Regions from separate parts of the Rattus norvegicus genome. Here region 1 is linked to region 2. Evidence: chromatin contacts called from public Hi-C data. All regions are on one chromosome and are shown on one strand. Each heading gives the region's core, a stretch centred on a gene start, on an enhancer-like site or on the middle of the called end of the contact. The rest is flanking DNA. Distances are from core to core; before and after follow the strand shown. Region 1 has its middle 190 kb from the start of Pgk1l1. Region 2 has its middle 240 kb from the start of Plk2.

Region 1 (5,367 bases), core at 637-3,136, 360 kb after region 2:
TCAATGTGGATCACAATACCTACCTCCCAGTCTGTAAGAACAGGCCATTCAAGAGATTGCTAGCAACCCATTCTATGTATATATCTCCCTTTTGTCCGTCTGGGAAATAGAACATGAAACAGTCTGTCTACTGCAGACAATTGTTTCCTAGCCCTGGTATGAGAGATAACCATTGTGAACAATTAAAAAAAAAGAAACATATTTGCTCTTCATTAAATGATCTTAGAGTAGATATCAGCTTCACAATGGATCTGAAAGTTGTTTATCTTTGGTCCTTTCATGCATACACACACATATGCACACACAGGCATACATACATACACACACAGGTTTACTTAGAGCCATACAAGTGACAACAAAGAAAAAAATGGCAGAGCCTCAAGGAAGCTCCCCATTCACACGAATGTACAAAGTCAAGGGACAACCTTGATGAGTCAAAGCATCACACAGCTTCCTGTTATTCTTTCTTGGATTGCATCTGTGTTAAAAAGATGCTCCCCCAAAGTGAAAAGGGGCATCTTTTCTTGAATTCCCAGCTCTTGTCAGGAATAACAATTTTTTTATATTTTTTTAAAGAACTAAATTAAATAGAGAAAATTCAAAACTGAAATCTTCCTTCTATTCTTTCTTATTGCACAGTACAACCCTCTAAGGACTTCAAGGGAGACCACCATAAACTCTGTAGAACAAAGTGTAGTATTTCATTGTGAATTAGCCTTTTAAAAAGCAGAGCTCATTGTTTTAGGATTGACTGTTCCACACATCCTAAGCATGATAAGAAACTATGAAGTCAGCACTGTAGCTATTGAGAGAGAGAGCAGACAAGCTCCATCCAGAAACAAATAGATTTCCTACGGAGCTGTGATCTTGCTTATCTAGAGGAAGGTTTTGTTTGCCTGTCAATCAAGCAAAGGAGATCTTCTGGGCGCTGGCCACACCTTGGGCTGGGGAAGCCCGGAAAGGAATGTGGGAAGGAAGAGGGGAGAGGCCATTTCCTGATGGGTCAGCTGCTGGCAAGTGTCTGGACCCTGGGAAAACTGTGGTGTAAGCGTTCCTCTCCTTGGAGAGCAAGCAGAACAGCAGGAACAATAGTGTGAAATGCCGCTGGTACCTCCCAGGTCACGCCTAGAGCAGCGCGGTCCACTGGCAGCAGGTTATGCCACAACACGTCCTGGACTCCAGGCAGCCTGTTGTTTAAATCTCCCTGGGCAATCCCTCTGCCAACATGAAACACATTCTCAAGGTAATTTCTCTTCAAGGGAGACAAAGAGCAGTCAGCACTAGGTTAACAGAAAAGCCATAGCACAGGGGGAAAAGTCTTCTAAGCGTTTCAGAGTGTCATTCCCATAGCTCCTGATCAACAGTCATGTGTTTTATATCCAAAGTGATCTTTTTATGTTCGGATTAGTCTGCAGAGCATCCTCCTAAGTTAGGCTACTCAGGATCTGCAGAAAGAGTTAAAAGACCCCATTCCAAGTTCCAGGCACAGCCTTCCCATGTTCTTTAAAGGCCATGCCAAGGAAACTTACTTCTGCTGTTAATGTTCCCGCGAAAAGGTGCTCAATCATTGGAAGAATTTTTTAGCTGGGTGTGGTAGTACATGCATATAATTCCAACATTTGGAAGGTGGTGGCAGGGTCATCAGGAATTCAAGGTTATCCTGGACAACATGGGGAGTTCATGTCCAACCTAGAACATAAAATACAAAATCTGAAAAAAGCAAACAAAACTATAAAAATGAAAACAGGGACCAGCTGGATTGAGGCAGAGGAAACCCAAGATAAACCAAGAAAAAAAATCAATTTAAAAATACCTTATTCAATATTCAAGACAAGATTTCTTACTGCTTCTAGTCTATGAGACTAGCTTGGAGTAGTCTATTTCCCTCCATTCCTCTTTCACACAAGTGCAATCAGGATATTTGTCTCCTCCTGAGCACTTTGGAAGCCTCCATGTTCTTTAAATCTGGTACATTAGTGACCTCTAGAGGACAGAATTCCAATCAATGCTAGGATCAAACAATTGTTCAGTGGAGAATGGGAATTATCAAATTCATAGCTGTGAAGTACTCTTGGCTCACACAGGCACAACAGCTTTCAAAAAAAAAATCATCATTCTCCAGGTGATTCCCAAGCATCTAACACACAAAAGGTCAATTTTCTTTTAAACAGTAGGAGTTCGTTGATGGTGAAAATGTAATACCATATGGATTTATTTCTCTGGTTTTCCTACAGGTGCTTAAATTGGCCAAAACAGTGGCGATGAGCTTAAACAAATGTCTTTGGGGCTTCTCGCTAATCCTCATCCCTCAGTTCTGAACACGAGCATCCAAGAGTTCCAGGAAGAGCATCCAAAGAAGCCCTTCTTCAATCCCTTTAAGCCGATGGGGCTTTGCACTTCCCAGACAGGAGTGAAACAGCCAGACACGCTTAGCCACATTCTCCTCTACTAAGAGAACTTTCTGACAGAGCCAAAAGGGCCAAATGATATTCTCCTGGCCACAGAGTTGGGATGAGGCATATTGCGTAATGGGACTGGAACTACTTATAATGTTCTCAAGCCTGTGACATCAGGCTTGAGTCTTCTATTCAAAGACAGAGCCAGAGGTTTGAGTTATTTCACCCTTAGTAACATAGACATAGTGCTATACATCATCAGGAACAGAAGTCAGCCTAGCACTGTACCCTGTATAGTGGTTTGAAAAGGGCCTCATAGGCTCACAGTGAGTGGTAATAATGGGAGGAGTGGTCTTGTTGGAGAAGATGTGGCTTTGAAGTTTTAAGTGCTCAAACCAGACCCAGTGTCACTCTCCCTGATGCTTTCAGATTCTGATGTAATACCCTCAGTTACTTCTCCAGCACCATGCCTACCTAGATGCTGCCATGCTTCCTGCCATGATGCAAATGGACTGAACCTTTGAACTGTAAGGCAACCCTCCAATTAAATGTTTTCCTTTATAAAAGTTGTTGTGGTCATAGAGTCTCTTCACAGCAATGGACACTCAGCAATATGTGTCTATTTCAGTCTAGGTCATGGCACCATTGGATTATGGTGATCTTTCTGGTTACAGTCATCTATATTCTGGAACTTTGGAAAGTGTTGGTGGTGCTGACTGTCATTTTATAACAACTTTCTAGGCATTGTTCTCTTCATTTTATGAATAAAAAACAACTAAGGAATATCACAAGACAAGGCCAGAGAACGTAAACCTGGAAGATCTCTTCTGCTCTAAAGTGTGTTATTTCTACTTCATCAAGATGTTTGTAACAAAGAAAAGACCTCTGAATCGATGCATAAGTTACTTCATCTATTTGCTTTTAAAATCAGATGGGAAATAACATGCCTCAGGCTGCATACTTCACTGGAAGAGATAGGTCTAGTAGGGATTCTTAATTTCAAACCAGTCACTGTACAGAGTCTATAATAGCTCCCTTCTCACCCGGGCACCAGCTGCAGAGGTCCACTGTGAGATCGCCATATACATCAGAAAGATGTTGTCTTTGACAGTTCCTTCCTCACTTTTTCCAGTTAATCTTTGTCAATGCTGCATCTTTCTAGGGTATACAGATGGTTACCAACTCCACCCCTCTCAAAACCCTGCCTCACATTTGTGTCTGCCTTAGTGGCCCTTTATCTATATCCATGTTGGAACGAAACATTGATTTCCCAGGGCTCAAGACAAAGTCTGTCAACAATGAGGAGAGCAGCTGGCCTTAAGACTCAAAAAAAAATGTGAAGGATTATGGGAAAGATTTGAAAACCAGATAGTCTGTCTAGAGTCGGAAATTTTCTTCTTTTCTAAAAACCTACTCAAATGACCGTTGGGGGAAGCCCAGCTGATTTCTCATCAAGTTGGTTTCTGTTTCTAATGTTATGTTTTAAGTTCTCATCTGAGTATGATTTACTAGAAGGTGATTTTAAAATGACATATGGGTTAAATTGTACTTCTCCATTGTAATGAAAGGATGGAAAGGAAAGAACACAAAACTACAACACACTTACCATGTGGGCGTGGTTATTTAAATCCATAATTGTCTTTTTATCCACTTTCTACTGCCCAATCATGCTCAAGTTCAGCAAGTCCCATCTTTTCAGCCAGGTGCCAGCTTCCAGGAAAGTGTGATCAGCTCCAGTAGAAATTCAGAATCAAATCTAGGGACAAGTCCAATTGCACAGCCCTATAGGCCCATCACACAGTAAGTAGAGGTTGGAAGATCAAGAGTTCAAGGCTACCTTCAGCTACATAGTAGATGCAAGGCCAGCCTGAGCTCTATAGAGACCAGAAGATCAAGAGTTCAAGGTTACCTTCAGCTACATAGAGCATGGACTCTATGCAATCTTGTTTCATAAAACAAATATTTAAAAAGAGGGTGGCTTGAGGTAGCCTGAGAATTTGACAGTCTCTGTTAGCAGTTAGCACTGGACTCCTCTGTCAGGTTAATGATTGTTTCCAGTATCTCATCCTTGAAGTCCAGGAAAGAGGCTGTGGAAACCACACAGGTTTTCCTTGCCAGTTTTTGAAAGTGTCCTTCATTCTTAGAAATCAGGGGTTTCCTATTTGGCCTCAAGAACTGAACAATCTTTCTAGTTTGGCCTTTGGGAACCATTACGGAGAATCAGTGAGAAAAATTTCCCCGTCATATGACCAGTGTTAGTGGTCTGTGTAAAAGTGTGAGATAGATGTGTACCACAGCTGGTTGCCAAGCTGTAGGGCTGTGGTAGAACAGAGAAGAGGGAACTAAAGAACTGTGATGCTTTAAGATTTTCCACTCAATTCTAACAGCTGGCCCTACCTTGTTCCAATAGTGGTCAGTCGATATATATTGCAGCCAACGCTAATTAGAAAATCCTGTTCAACCTTCTCCTCTATCCATTGGCTATGGTGACACTTTTAATGACAGATCTGCAGCAGGGCTCCCCTGATAGGCACTTATCCATGGCATTTTTAGGAGTTGGTTTTTTTGTTTGTTTTGTTTTGTTTTATTTACCTTTTTCTAGTTCTGCTTTTGGAGGGATGGTTAGTATGATGTTATTGGGTGTTCAAGTATCAACTTGTTTCACTAATTATGTCTGGGGTTGTACAGACCATTGTCTGATTTACCACTGTTTCCTAAGTATTGCACAAAGGAAGCTCTGGCACATTGAAGTCCTACATATGAATGCATGCGCACACACTATCCTATAAAGAAAACTCTTCCTTCTCAGCCAGCATATACCTAATAAAAATTAAAAGCAGAGGGAAAGGGAGCCTACAGCTGAAAAATGTAACAGGTTACAAAATGTAGAGCAGAAAAGAAGCACTCAAATGCTTTTGATGCAATTGTATGGATAGATATAAAGAAGCAATATTTAATATTTATCTAACTT
Region 2 (6,171 bases), core at 2,588-5,087:
TTACCAAAATTTTACCACTATTACCAAAATTTTTTATTTATTTTTTTATTAACTTGAGTATTTCTTATTTACATTTCGAATGTTATTCCCTTTCCCGGTCAACTTCTGGGCCAACATCCCCCTAGCCCCACTCCCTCCCCTTCTTTATGGGTGTTCCCCTTCCCATCCTCCCCTCATTACCGCCCTCCCCTCAACAATCATGTTCACTGGGGGTTCAGTCTTAGCAGGACCAAGGGCTTCCCCTTCCACTGGTGCTCTTACTAGGCTATTCATTGCTACCTATGCAGTTGGAGGCCAGGGTCAGTCCATGTATAGTCTTTGGGTAGTGGCTTAGTCCCTGGAAGCTCTGGTTGGTTGGTATTGTTGTTCATATGGGGCCTCAAGCCCCTTCAAGCTCTTCCAGTTCTTTCTCTGATTCCTTCAACGATGGTCCCGTTCTCAGTTCAGTGGTTTGCTGCTGGCATTCGCCTATGTATTTGCTGTATTCTGGCTGTGTCTTTCAGGAGAGATCTATATCCGGTTCCTGTCAGCCTGCACTTCTTTGCTTCATCCATCTTGTCTAATTGAGTGGCTGTATATGTATGGGCCACATGTGGGGCAGGCTCTGAATGGGTGTTCCTTCTGCCTCTGTTTTAATCTTTGCCTCCCTATTCCCTGCCAAGGGTATTCTTGTTCCCCTTTTAAAGAAGGAGTGAAGCATTCACATTTTGATCATCCGTCTTGAGTTTCATGTGTTCTGTACATCTAGTATTACCCTAATTTTTAATTAGTCACGATGAAGCTCAGCCTTCCTGAGTACCTTCATTTTTCTTATATGCTCATAAGTACCAAGTGAAAAAACTACCTAGTTCATAGTTCTATCAGCTCACCCCCACCACCCTCACTGTGTATAGCAAAGGGAGCTCAAGGCAACAGCTAGAGGACTCTGAATTAGTTCTACACCACAACTTCTTTTATGTGTTTTATTTCCCAAATACCATTCTCAAAAAGTAATCAGAGTAACTGAAAATCCTGTTTGCTGTTGGCGAGGCTGAAAACAGGCACAGCAACTTCATATACAATTGGTCAGTTTCCTACAAAATGGGCTGTACTCAGGCCAGAAATGCAGTTGCACATTTGTGTATTCATCCAAATGATTTGAAAATGGGTAGCCACCAAAAGCCTTCACACGAGTGTTTGTAAAAGTTTTAGCCACTGTTAACAATATGTGGACACATTAGAATATCCTGCAATAGGTGACTAGATAAATGTGTATTAACCTAACAGTAGAGTGTCCTTCATAACAAAGGGTAATCTACCACAGCACGGATGATAACATTGCAAAGCAAAAGATAATCAGCCTAAGATGTCAGGCTGCACACCAGGATTCTGGAAAGAATATAGAGATGTCAAGAAGGTCATTACTACAGTGTATTAATTACCCTTTGCCCTTATGATCAATATAAGACAAGAAGCAACTTAGAGAGCAAAGGCACATTTGGTTTCCACCAAGAGAATACACTGTATGTGAGGGAAGCTTAGGGTAGAAGCAGCCCCTGGGTGTGGCAGCAGGAATGTGAGGCTGCTTGCTCACATCTAAAAAGATTGGGAAACAGAAAGGAATTCCTCACTAGCTGACTTTCTCCTTTCCCCTTTTGCGCAGTCCAGAACCACAGCATATGGGATGGGTCCGCCCACATTCAGTGTAGATCCTATCCCCAAAGCTGGCCCTCTCTGTAAACACCCTTAGAGACACACCCAGAGACTTGCCTGAGTCACACCCTGAATATTACTTAATCTAAACAAGTTGACCTTGAAGATTAACCATAACACAGAAGCTAGAGGGTGCGCATTAGCAGGTGGAGTACTGGGAAGTCAGTGCCATGAAAGTATTCTGTACAGTATCACAACAGTGTGTTCATGACAACCAACGTATGTGACCAAACTCCTGTGGAACGAACCCCAGTGGAAATGGCGAACTTAAGCTAATAATAATTGGTAGCAATGTTAATATATTACTTAGAGCAAATGCTCCTGACTGATGCAAGATCACTACAATAAAAGAAACCATGTGTAGTAAAAGCTTTCAAAAGTTTCCTTTTTGAAAAGAACATCTTCATACCTATTGTTGATGCCAGAGACACCTGATTATGTCCATTGTCCCCGAGGCTTTAGCACATAATTTAGCACAGCCATCACGCTAAGCAACAGCCTGAGAGGGCTCACATGGTCCATCACACTGAACTGGAAAGGGTGTGAGAAGCTGAATCCCTGAGAAAAGAAGGCATGGGGTTGAGAGAGTGAACTTAACTCTTCACTTACACTGCTTTGGAAGGAAGGGGTTAAGGACTTGCCTGGTTGTGGGAAATTACAAGTAGAATGACTGCAGTGGGGCAGAGTCACAGAAACAGAAGCAGATGAGCAGATGAGACTTCTTTCTTTCTTCCTTCCTTCCTTTCTTTCTTTCTTTCTTCCTTCCTTCCTTCCTTCCTTCCTTCCTTCCTTCCTTCCTTTCTTTCTTTCTTTCTTTCTTTTTTTCCGGAGCTGAGAACCGAACCCAGGGCCTTGAGCTTGCTAGGCAAGCACTCTACCACTGAGCTAAATCCCCAACCCCCAGATGAGACTTCTTAAGAGGTACCACCTCCTCAGGGAGCTTGCTGGGCTTTGCACTGTCTTTGGAGATGAGGGTCTTTCCTGCTATTCTTCTGAGCCCTACTGTCTCTTTTCTCATTTCAGTTTGCTTCCAAGTAGGATCTCCAGATGAAGGAAACAACTTGCTTCCAAACTATTAGGAGTCATTCCTGGGGGAATGGCCACCTTATTTTTTAATAGGGTAGGTAGCACATGTTGGAGATATGGGTTAATAAAGGGATCATTGTATGCACTTGCATGGTGATTGTGCTACCCAGAATACCTCAAGTTCAAGGCTGTTAGTCGGGGAGAAGACCCGGAGGATGGATTCCTTGTAAACACTTGAGTGCAACTCACAGGTACACTGTTTATCTGTTCTCTCCAGCAAAAAGCAATCACCAACAGGTTCTTTTTAATACTAGTCTAGACGAGGTTTTGCAATGTTGCAGGTTCTTAATTGCAGTAATTACTGCCTGAGAACAATTAAGCAGTCACTACCAAACATTTCTATCGGGTGAATCTAGTGTCCTATTAATAAACAGTCATGAACTTATCTCTTTCTGGAAAAACCTCCCTGGTTGGTTTCCGACTACAGAAATCTCAAGCCGGGTTTGTTCCCACACATTCAGGGTTTGAAAAGCAGCTGTGTCCTCCAGAGCCAGACATGGTCCCGGTCCTCTGAGGGCCAGCGGCAGGTTCTGCAGCTGCCTGCTGCCATGACTGACTGTGTTCTTGTTACTAATTAAAGGTAGTAGCTGTGAATTCAGTGTGCTACACAATAAGTATTCATCACGTAAGCCCAGGTGACCTGGATTTGCCTGCTGTGAATCCTGTTTCCCTCTGCCTGGCTACTTTGCAAATTGCATCTGTAAGTATCTTTTCTCAGGGGAAGCAATTTCTAATCTCTAGATCAAAGCCAAATCTTTTTTTTTTCAAATCGTGAATTTCATATCCTAAATTATCATTTTATCTACAACCACCTACTCCGGCGTCCTAGCTGGAACAGTGTTTCTTTTTGTTTCTCTGTTCTTTCGCTGGGCTGGATTTATTATTTCGGGAGGGTTTCTTGTAAGCCATATTCTCTTTCCTGCCTCACATTGTGGAAACAGAGGATGGTAAAGCCGGCTGTCAATCAAAGTGCTCTCTGTTCTCAGGGTAGCTGAGTCAGTCCAGCCCTAAGAGGAAGCGTGAAGGAGGCTGTTAAATCTATTCATAGACGCGGAGATGTTCCAGCCACGGTGAGAGGTTGCAAATGACGCATGAATGCACCAGTGGCATGGAGGAGGAGGCTGCTGAGGAGGAGGGAGAGCAGAAGTGGGGGGGTTGACACAGGATCAGAGAATTATAGCAAGCTCGATGCCAGCCAAACTGTTTCTTTGCACAGACACAATTACAAAGGCTCCTGTGGACTGCATCAGTAGAGATGGCTGCCCTGACACATGTCCCATGCCCTTTGTCTGAACTGTCATATAGAGTGGTGGCCCTGAATGTACTCCTTGTGTGCATGGCCAAACGCTGCTGTGTCTTCAGAACCAGGACACCTGCAGCATTACTAACAGGTTGCCAGTGACACATTGAAGCATGGAAAAGAAATGAAGAAGTATAGGTAAGGTGGAAAGGGGAAGGCAGCCCTCTGTCAATTCTGTTTGGACACTTAAACTAAGCCCCTGGTTCTAGGTCAGAGGAGAAAGAGATTGTAGCAGACTAAACTTTGGAGAATTGTTAGAAGGTTTTGGGGGATGAGGATTCAACCCATTGCTGCTGGTAAATGGAAGATTACCATGGAAACACTAGGGTTCTCTGTTATATAAGGCTAACTCATCCTGATTAGTGAATATGCATGAACATATTCATGGATCCCAAACAAATGCAAATTATCTTTCTCTTATTCCTACCTATTATCATGCATTTATTGAGAACCTACCAATGCCGGGATGCTAGGTATTGCTGTATATAAATGCCAGTAGTTTTATCTCTATGGCTACAAGGATGCTAGGAGGGTCTGGAGAGAAATGTAGCCCACACAGATAATGGAAAGTATTCTTTCTCCAAGGTGAGAGCCACCGGGCATTCCTCAGTGAGATTCTGTCAGGCCTGGGAAGGTTTTCATGTGTAACAAAAGGTAATGTAACAGAATGGTCTGATCAAGTGGGTCTTAGTGGTGGTTCTCTCACAATCAGGATCTATTCAGGAAACTAAAAAAAAAATCCTCATTAGAGAATCAGACTAGATTGGATAACCTCTAAAGTCTCTTTCAAATTTGAAAGTTATACTTTTAAATATAGATTTAAAATCTTTTTTTAAATATAGATTTTATTTTATAATCAAATATAAAATATATTATTTTAATGTATAATTAATATATAATTAAACACATATTTAGATATATGTTTTATATAGTATATTATGAATATATAATATAAAATGTGTAATTAAATATAATTGATTATATATAATAAAATATAAAATAAAATATAAAACTTCTTCATACATTTACATTTTGTTGTTATTTCCCAGTTCCATGGCCCTCACAGTCCATCTACAACCCTTCTTCTTCAGTCAACCTCTTGCCTACATGTCTCATTTTGTATGTAGCCCACTGAGTTTAATAAGAGTTGCTTGTTTAAATGTGGGTGGAAGATTAAGTTAATAATAATAATAATTGTACAACTTTAGTTAACAGGTCATATGACATTTCAGAACTTTCCTGACTGTTTCTGCCTCCAGCCTCATCCGGGTTCTGCTTTCCTCCTCTCTCTAGAGCAACTGTCCTGGGTCAACGGAAGGAGCATCCATCTCCTCATCCCTCTTAAGGCTTATACAATAAAGGCCGTGTGGAAAAGTGGGAAGGTACAGGCAGAGAAGGGAGGTTCCTTATCAGCACTACCATCGTTCTCTGTTATTGTGTAGAGCAATGGTTTGGCTATGACTTCCAGACATGTACAAGATGCACACATGTACAAGATGCAGCCAATCCTTCCCTCTCTACTGAACCCTCCTCTTCCTCCTCCTCTTCTTCCCCTACCCCTCCTCCAAAGTTGGCCCCTTCTTTTCACTTTCTTTTAAGCTAATGAAAGGCCGTGTGAGAGAACGTTGACTTCTGTCTAGTTTATTTTGCTTAATATAATTAATTCCATTGTTTTTGGCAAGTGTCATGATTTTATTCTTTCTAAAAGCTGATTAATATTTTATAGAGTATATCAGATTTGAAGAAGAAAGAAATTTTTCTAACTTTTTAAAGAGACATTTATTTTTATTGTATGCATAGTGTAGCTTTTCTGTTTTTGTTTTTGGCTCTATGTATGTTGTTGCACTACATGTGTATCTCGCTGCCAAGGAGTCCAGAAAACAGCATCAGGTCCTCCGGACCTGAAATTTCAGATGGTTGTGAGCTGGGAACTGAACCCATTCTCTGTGAGGATAGAAAGTGCTCTTAACTGCTGAGCCAACTCCCAAGCTTGTCTCTAACTTTTCTGTGGTTTTAAAGCAGGGTTCTTCAATGAGCCTCACAGTCCTCATCAGTGTACATTTACTTGATCTGATGAGGACTCAACAAGGCTC

What was found. A called contact is a pair of places that touch in the nucleus more often than the background predicts.
Region 1: a contact with region 2 is called in a Hi-C map of frontal cortex, with 2.3 times the contacts expected there. The contact joins two enhancer-like sites. A contact is called at or near these places in 3 of 12 Hi-C or Micro-C datasets (Schwann cells, frontal cortex and mammary epithelial cells).

Annotation. Positions count from the first base shown.
Region 1 is chr2:44,298,840-44,304,206 of GRCr8, forward strand. No RefSeq gene overlaps it. Among named protein-coding and RNA genes, the nearest start is that of Pgk1l1, 190 kb to the right of the region's middle. Within about 2 kb of position 1,887, at least 13 of the 93 cell types and tissues checked have an H3K27ac peak or open chromatin away from gene starts, as enhancers often do.
Region 2 is chr2:43,936,309-43,942,479 of GRCr8, forward strand. No RefSeq gene overlaps it. Among named protein-coding and RNA genes, the nearest start is that of Plk2, 240 kb to the left of the region's middle. Within about 2 kb of position 3,838, at least 41 of the 93 cell types and tissues checked have an H3K27ac peak or open chromatin away from gene starts, as enhancers often do.